Regions from separate parts of the Lactuca sativa genome. Here region 1 is linked to region 2. A link is a contact called in public Hi-C data. All regions are on one chromosome and are shown on one strand. The core of a region is the stretch at or near the end of the contact, and the rest is flanking DNA. Distances in the headings are between cores, read along the strand shown.

The links. A called contact is a pair of places that touch in the nucleus more often than the background predicts.
Region 1: a Hi-C map of seed shows a contact between it and region 2, with 4 times the contacts expected there. The contact joins the promoter of LOC111893729 here to the promoter of LOC111893728 in region 2. A contact is called at or near these places in 2 of 4 Hi-C or Micro-C datasets (leaf and seed).

The regions. Positions count from the first base shown.
Region 1 is chr1:185,522,301-185,526,691 of Lsat_Salinas_v11, forward strand. LOC111893729 (transcription termination factor MTERF2, chloroplastic) reads right to left here and starts at 2,444. Exons shown (of 6, transcript XM_023889795.3): 1 at 1,661-2,444; 2 at 888-1,296. The coding sequence starts at 2,358.
Region 2 is chr1:185,359,629-185,363,702 of Lsat_Salinas_v11, forward strand. It overlaps LOC111893728, which reads right to left and starts at 2,630. Exons shown (of 7, transcript XM_023889794.3): 1 at 2,473-2,630; 2 at 1,364-1,723; 3 at 1,061-1,288; 4 at 607-961; 5 at 410-534; 6 at 85-220. The coding sequence starts at 1,707.

The DNA.
Region 1 (4,391 bases), core at 1,194-3,693, 160 kb after region 2:
TATTTAGATGATATTGCTATAATTGGGTAAAGTTTCTAGGTACACTGCCACAATAAAAATGACACGAAAGTAGGATGCTATTTAACAAATTAATGGAAGTATATTGCTAGTTTTTGCATTTAACCCTTAAATTTATACTTATCTCAATGGCAAGTTTTATTTATATAAATTGTTACCTACTTCTCCAAATCTGATTAATTTGACACTACATGATCAGAAAATCATAATCATAATCAAATTTCGTCAAACACTCTACATGATCCAAACATCCCTTTTAGTATGAAGTATGAACATGAAAAAAGCGGATTTTTTACTTTATAAATAAGTCATGTTTTCACTTTTAAGGCTACTATTTTTACACAAGACAGAACTGGACAATCTTTGTAGGCTATTTTTTTATAATGAAAGGGTGAGGAGGGCATTCACGTCTTTTGCACAGATGAGAGATTGAGAGCAAGTTTATGTCCCAACTTTGTCCCATTGACATCAGTCCTATTCCCATTCCACTACAATCTTTTGTCACGTGGGCATAAAAGTCAAAATGCATGGCTTTGCAAGGACATAGAGTTGTACAAAAGCAAATCGTTAAGTAAATGGATCTCATAGTGTTCATGATAGTGAGAACACATGGTTTGAAAAAGGGCTAAATGTAAGAAACAGTAACGTACTTTCATTCATTTGTGTATTATAAGATTTCACTTTCACTTCTTTCTGTTACAACATTGTACTTTTATTTTTTATTTTTCTTCTTAAGGCATTGTACTTTCAATTTTTTTTCTTATAGAGACATTAAACTTTTTAAAATCCTATCATTAATAAACAAATTAATAATAGTACGCTGCTATTTATTGCATTTAGCACTTTAAAAAGGTACAAACTTCACATACCTTTTGGTTCATTTCCTCAAGAGAATAGAATCCAAGAACTTTGGGGAAATCAAAAACCATTGTCCCGAAATCTCTCTCATTCATACCCATATCAAAATAAAAATCTTTTCGGATCTTGAGTTCTTCCATGCTAAAAGACAAAAGTTCTGGACACCTACTAATCACATAACCCATCCACTCCCTTCTAACTCCATTCATTTCCAAGTAACAAACTATCTCATCCAACTCTTCAATCTCCCTCTCCAATATATTCTTTCCTGCTCTAAGTAATGCAACCCCAATAAATCTCCCATCCACATGAATTGACTTAAGCCACTCGGATGTACTCCTAATTGAGTCTATATTTCCTCTTGCACTGCACATTAGCTTCCCGATTTGGGGATATGATAATCCATTATGTTTTAGCCACCTACAAGAGTAAAGAGTAAAGAACACTAAAGGTGTAAGCTTTTTCAGTTTTTCAATTTGGAATTACATTGGTCTATCTTTACATGATATGGGACTTGTATGATGATGCAAATTGCAAAGATCCTAAACACCCAAATGAAGTAGGGTACTTTAGGAACATCAAGTTGCTATTACTGTTAATTTGTTAAAGAGGGAATTATATACCCACACAAAACTAATCATCCTACTTGTTAAAAGGCAACCAAAGACTAATATTAATATGGCAGATTGGAAGACCCTAAACATAGAGCTTGAGCATTGAATTTTGTATATAATTGATGGCTATGTCATAGAATATTCAAATACTTGTTGTTTTAATGCTTTACCTTATTAGAGGGACGACATTGGAGGTCTCTAAGCAAGCTTTGGCACGAACATTAAAAGACGAATTAGCGTATTCAGGCAACTGTTTCATTGAGGCGGCTTGGATCATAACGTAGTCAATGAACTCAGGGAACAATCTTGAAGCCAAATTCGTAGAATAAGTGATCCCAAATTTCCCTTTTCTCATAGCTTCCTTGAAAATTTCTAACGTCACTTCCCTCCTAATCTCAAGTGCCCTCAAAATCACTTCATAATCGTAATCATCGTTTTCTCCATTAAACACTTCTTTGATTTCAGGCAAAGAAGAGTTTACATCGACGTCTTCCGGAGATTGGACGTAGATTGAGCCTGGAAATTGAGGGGTCCTTTTTTTAGCCATTGACAACTCCAGAAGCTTCGACATTTCATCATAGTCATACCCACTTGGATTTGGGGATTTGGAAGAAGTTTTGTTTGTTGACAAGAGGAGGGAGGTGGATTTTGCGTTGTGTGTTCGGAGAATTTTATCTTGGTTGGTTGAAGTGATTGTGGGGTTAGAATTTGGAGTAATTTCCTGTTGGGAGTGGGGATGGTGGAGAGAGGAGGCGGATATGGGTGGCAAGTGGTGGCGGGTGAAGGCGAGGGAGGCGATGGTGGCGGAAATGGGGAAGCGAAGGGTGGCGACCTGGTGGAGGGGATAACTTTGTTGGGAAGAGATCATTTTGGATAAGACACATTTCGTCTCTAATTTTCTTCGGAGTTCATAACGACACTGATCACCGGGGTAGAGGAGGTCTGGAACGGAGCATCTTAAAAAAGTGTCTTTATATTTTTTTTTATTTTTTTTTTTAGTTTATTTGTTTTACATGGAAGAATAGTTTATTTTCTTAAAAGAAAATGACTTAAAAAGTTAATTAATATACTTTTGGATTTGTATATATTTAATTATTGATTATTTTTACATTTAACCTTTTAACTTGTGTTTTATCCACATAAGTCTTTAATGTTTGTATATATTTAAGGGGTGTTTGGGGTTGCTTTTTAGGCTAAAAAATCTTTTTATACAAAAGATCTTTTTGGCTTTTGGTTTTTTACAAAAGATGATTTTAAAATGTGTTTGGTTTATCTTTTGAAAAGTTAAAGGCTAAAATCCTAAAAGTCACAAAAAGTCACTAATTTATGACTTTTGAAATAGCCCATTTTTGTTCCTGCCAAAAGTCACAAAAAGTTGATCTAAAAATGACTTCTTAAATTACCAAACATCTTTTTTACTTTTAGCTTTTCCAAAAAGCCAAAAATCCTTTTCAAAAGCAATCCCAAACACCCTCTTAGTCTTTAACTTTTTGATTTGGAACAAAAAACTACTCCAAATATCAGTATGTAAGTCTTTAATGTTTTTGTACATACTTAGTTTTTATGATCAGTTTCTTCAGATTTTGTTCATGACATTCTACATTGGATAATCATTAATGATGTGTTTTCATATGTGGCTTGTCATTCACTTATATCAGTAACCTAATTCATTAATCGGTCAAATAATGTTGATGTCTTATTTTTCTCCAAACAAAATATGTGTTCGTATTCGGTTTCATCTATCTCTATAGCAGACAACAAGATTTTTTTGTCTTGAAAATGTAAATTCAAGTTGGGAGTAAGCAATCACAAAAATCTCGTTGTCTGCTATTGAGATAGATGAAACTTTTTATCAAGGTGTTCTTTTATCTTGGAAATGCAAATTCGTTTAGCATCTTCCTTAATTCTTTTGTCTTAGAAGTGCAATTTCGAGTCAGGAGGAAAGAATCACAAAAAATCTTGTTGTCCGCTATGGAGATAGATGAAACCAAAGTCGAAGACATCTTCTGCTTGGAGAAAATAGTGCACTGTTATTTTTGACCGATTCGTGAATTAGGTTGCTGATATAAGTGAAGGACGAGTCATGTATGAGAACACCTCATTAATAATTGTCCTATATAGGATGTCATGAACAAAATCTGAAGAAATTGGTCATAAGGACTAAATGTGTACAAACTGAAAAATATATTACCCTATTAAGTCATTTTTCCAGCTTAACCTGGAGTAGCCAGTTATAAGGACTGAATGTGAACAAAAAAAACAAGTTAAATGGTCAAATGTGGACAAAAAGTGTAACACCTAGTTTCCAGAACAAATCGGTTTAGGGCATCAAGGATTCAAAGGCAAAGTTTTTGGGTAAAATCGGGTGTCATGACGTGACAAGTTAAAAATGAAATGTGTATCCATGAGGGCTTGTCACGAAGTGACAAGAGGATGGTCACGTCGTGAGGAGGGTTGCAGCCCAAGCCCACAAATTTTAGGTTTCTCTCCATATTTAAGGATCTTAACTCATGTCCTATGGTATACTCGTCAGCCTCCACTCCATTCAAACGAAACTTTATCCCCATTTACAAGTTCTTAAACTTTTAGTGGTGTCTTGGTGACTTAAAGAAGAAGGGATCATTTGTAACGCCAAATTTTGGGTATGTTTCTTTTAATTGATTTAATACTTTGGATGTTGGATTTCCGGTGGCTACGGTGTGGTGATGGAGTCCCACGACGCGGCCTCTGTTTAATGGCAAACTGTAATCCGGGGTTTGAGCCCCTATTTAGGGGAATGTGATGGCTAGGGTTGCCCACCCTCAGCTTGAATCATTCTCCTTCAGCCTCTAAGAGAAAACCCTAGCCTCCATTGCTAACCTTTCAAGATCTAATATTTATGATACTTGTCTTTAGATCTAG
Region 2 (4,074 bases), core at 1,380-3,879:
AACAAATACCAACCTACTTTCATTTACAGCATATTATACTTTCTTTTTTCTTATACATTATTTTAAAACATATTAGTAGCATACCTTCAGTTGCTTGGCCACATCTCTAGCAGATGATCCGGAAACTTCAATCCAAGTTTTTGAGAAAAGTGCACAAGCTGTCAGCATGAACACCAAGTAGAAAAGAGCATGGAATGGATTTGCTGCCATATCCGCCAAACTGATCCATCAATCAATCAACACAACATTAATCAAACCACTCAAAACTAACAAATCAGTAAATTATACAAAATTGCAGCTTCAGTCCAAATCTTGAAATTGTCCCATTGCTAGTTTACTCAAAATTTCCAATAAGGATAACCAAAATTTTAGTCTTAATAAAAATAAATAATATCACATTTACAGTTACCTTGAAGGTGCAGTGACATAGTAAGCAATGCCGCCAACAGGGACAGACTGGCCAGAGTATTCAGACTCCTTCCACTTTCCCAATAGATCAACCAAGAAATTTCCACTGTATTTTCTGTGTAGCAACTGCCAATCAAGCAAATAATATAAGCAACACAAATAAAGACTTCATTCAAATTATAATTATATAATATATACCTGAGAGATGAAATAAAGGTTGGAAACAAGTGCGGATTGAAGAATGATTGGCATGTTGGAAGTGTAGAAGAGCTTGATGGGATAAGAGCCTTGTTGACCACGGGCATTCTTGGACCTCACAGGCAAGACTACCCGGAAGCCTTGGAAGTAGATGACAATCAGGAAGATTAAAACAGTAGCCAGTAGATTTGTCACATTTGGAAGATTTTGTCGGTAGAAAGCTTCCCGGAGTGCCCGAACTTTATCTGACCGAGTAATCAAAAGATGGAATAGTGCAATAACTGCACCCTCAAATTCAGCACCACGTCCACTGTTTATGGTTGTTGGGCTAAATGCTTTCCAGATGATACTTTCACTGCATCATGTTATCAAAATTTCCATCCATCTTTTAACAAACTCAGTAATCCCAAACAACAATTTAATTCACAAAACAACACAGCCTAAGCAAGCTTACCAGATATTAGTGGCTATGAACAATGAAATTCCAGAACCAAGGCCATATCCTTTCTGGAGGAGTTCATCTAAACATATGACAATGATCCCAGCAAAACATAGCTGAACAATGATCAGAATAGCATTCCCAACACCAAGTTGACCAACACTGCCATACATTCCTGATAGAACATAAGCCACAGCCTCACCAACCGCAATCAAGATTCCCAGCAACTTCTGAGCACCATTCCTACAAATATCACAAGTTCCAATTAAATATATCATGAGATATGAAATAATAAATTTTAACTATTATCAGACTCACAATAGTGCACGATCCTCACGAACATTGTTGTCCACTTCGATAATCTTTGACCCAGCCAATAGCTGCATGACAAGTCCAGAAGTCACAATGGGAGTGATACCCAACTCCATCACAGTCCCACGGTTGGAAGCCAGAATAACACGCATCCAGTAAAAAGGGTCTGCACCAGTTGTTGAATGGATGCCATACAGAGGAAGCTGACTGCACACCAGGAAGATGAAAAGAGAGATCACAGTGTATATGACTTTCTCTCTGAAGGGAACTTTCCTATCTGCGCTTTGGACTTCTGGCAAGAATGCAAGAAATGGTCTAACCAGATGTAACACTCTAAAACCGCCTCCCATAGTGACACCCAACCTGCTGTTAAGTCATTTATGTAAAACCAACCATTAGATTACATTGTAAGTGAGCAAAGATTCATTCATCAACTGCATGCCGAACATGTGACACAACACAAACAATCAAACATACATGAATATTGGAGACAATTTTAACAAAACAAAACAAGATCAGCAATTCCAGCACGTATCCAAGGTATTGATAAAAAAAATTCTTTCAGTTGACAATGTTCTAATAGATTAAAACACACAATGTATACAAGTAAAACGATAACTCATTGCACTACATGCTGGGCTTTATCAGGTATCAGCATTGCAGAACTTTGATTAACATCTAAATTTTCCTAAAATAATAAATCATTTTCATTTCAATTACTCCAGATCACCATAAAGTAGCAAATAAAAAAAATTCAATTCATTGACTTTCAAGTAATGCAACCTCTTAATCTTCTCATTCTATTAGAAATTAAATCATTGAGAAATGAGATACAATGAAGGACATAACTAGAGACGGAAATCAGTTTGAGCGTCGTTGACCAACCGATCTAAATAATCATGCACACACATCAACAGATCCACAACCAATCTAAACATAAAACTCAAGCATCGGCATGAAAACACAACAATACCACCACCAGTTAAAAAATCAGTACAGATCGAGTCATATAGCAGCTTATTTGAAACTTTCTACATCGACTTTTTCGAGAAAAACAATTCAATTTTGGATGAAAATAGACATAACCAGATTAATAAGATAGATCAAGTACTTACAGCGTATGATTTGGTAGAGATTTGATCTAATGGGTGGAGAGTTAGTGTCCTAGGGTTTTATATCGGAGAAATGGGGATGGAGATTGTTAACATGAACGGAGAGATAACGCGTAAACGTCCCCGGTTAGAAAAGATCTTCTGTACAACGGAACATATAAAAGGAAATTTTATAGAAAGAACCCTTTATCTTCATCCCATATTTCGAAATAGTCCCTACAACTCTTAAATAGTAACAATGAACCTCGATTATGTTTTTGACTCATCTTGGTGTATCTAAACATAGACTCTAAATCCACTAATTACAAAGAAAAAAACGAAATGAAATAAATTTAACGCATGAATAATAATTAACAGAAGTTTTTTTCCTAAATGCAATTATAGGTAGACCCAAAACAATTCAAAGTGATAAAGGTAGAATAAAGTTGTATATATATTAACTAATTGAAAATTTCTTCTAAATTTTATAGGTACTAATACATCCTATAGTTTGTTATAGATTTACATACATATTTACACACTTCAAATTAATCCTAAAAAGTTACACATACTCGATTTAGATCTCTCATTGGATGTCACTTTTTTATGGAATATGCATTTTTATTTATTATTGTTTAGGGATAATTATGTGTACATATTCAATCGTTTTTATAGAAGATGATTAATTTATTTGACATACAATAATCTATCAGTAATCAATTAGAATACACATATAATTTTTTTGGAAATAGAAGAATACACAAATAGTTATATGTGCATTGGTTGATAATGACAATCAAGATTGTTTTGCTTAAAAACTAGGTTTGTATCAAAGTGTTTGAAAATAAGTCTCTTTCTTAATGAGTTGAGATTCAAGTCTCGAACAAAAAAACCATTGTAGTAGACTAGTAGTAGGATTTAAAAAGACATATATATATTAGTCATTCATATAATAATAATAATAATAATAATAATAATAATAATAATAATACCACATAGGCTCATATATAATTAATTGTGTTGGTGATAAGAAAGTGAAAATCTACAAAGAATACATAAAAATTAAACTTAAATATAATATATGTTTGTTCTATGAATATTATGATTTGTCTTCGATATTAATAATGAGACGGGTTAATGGGCTCCTGATTAAAATCCGTCCTTTTTACCATATGTGATTGAGAGTGCATACCTTTGAAGCATAAAATAAATAGGTTTTGTCTATTTATTAGTATGAACACTCATGCACGACGTGGAGAAAACACATATGACTACTCAATACAAAAGATTTTGGATGAACTTTGACAAGGTTGTAAAGTTTGTGTTATAATGAAAATTCGTGTTACCAGCTGGGGTGGTTCTGAATTTTGACTTAACAGAAAGGGGCTTTTTGTAAATTCTGAAACCAAACAATTCATAGATTGACAATTTGACACGGATTAACACGAGTGTCTAGCCAATAATCACTTGCCATGTAGGACAGCATTCCACGTAAGATCTTTGTAGAGTCCGCTTAAAGAGTAATTTGAATCTTACTTTTTGGAAGTCATTAAAATTTTTAATTATCACAAAACAAAATGGATAAAACGGATATTATATTTTTGTTTTTGAGTGTGTATATATATA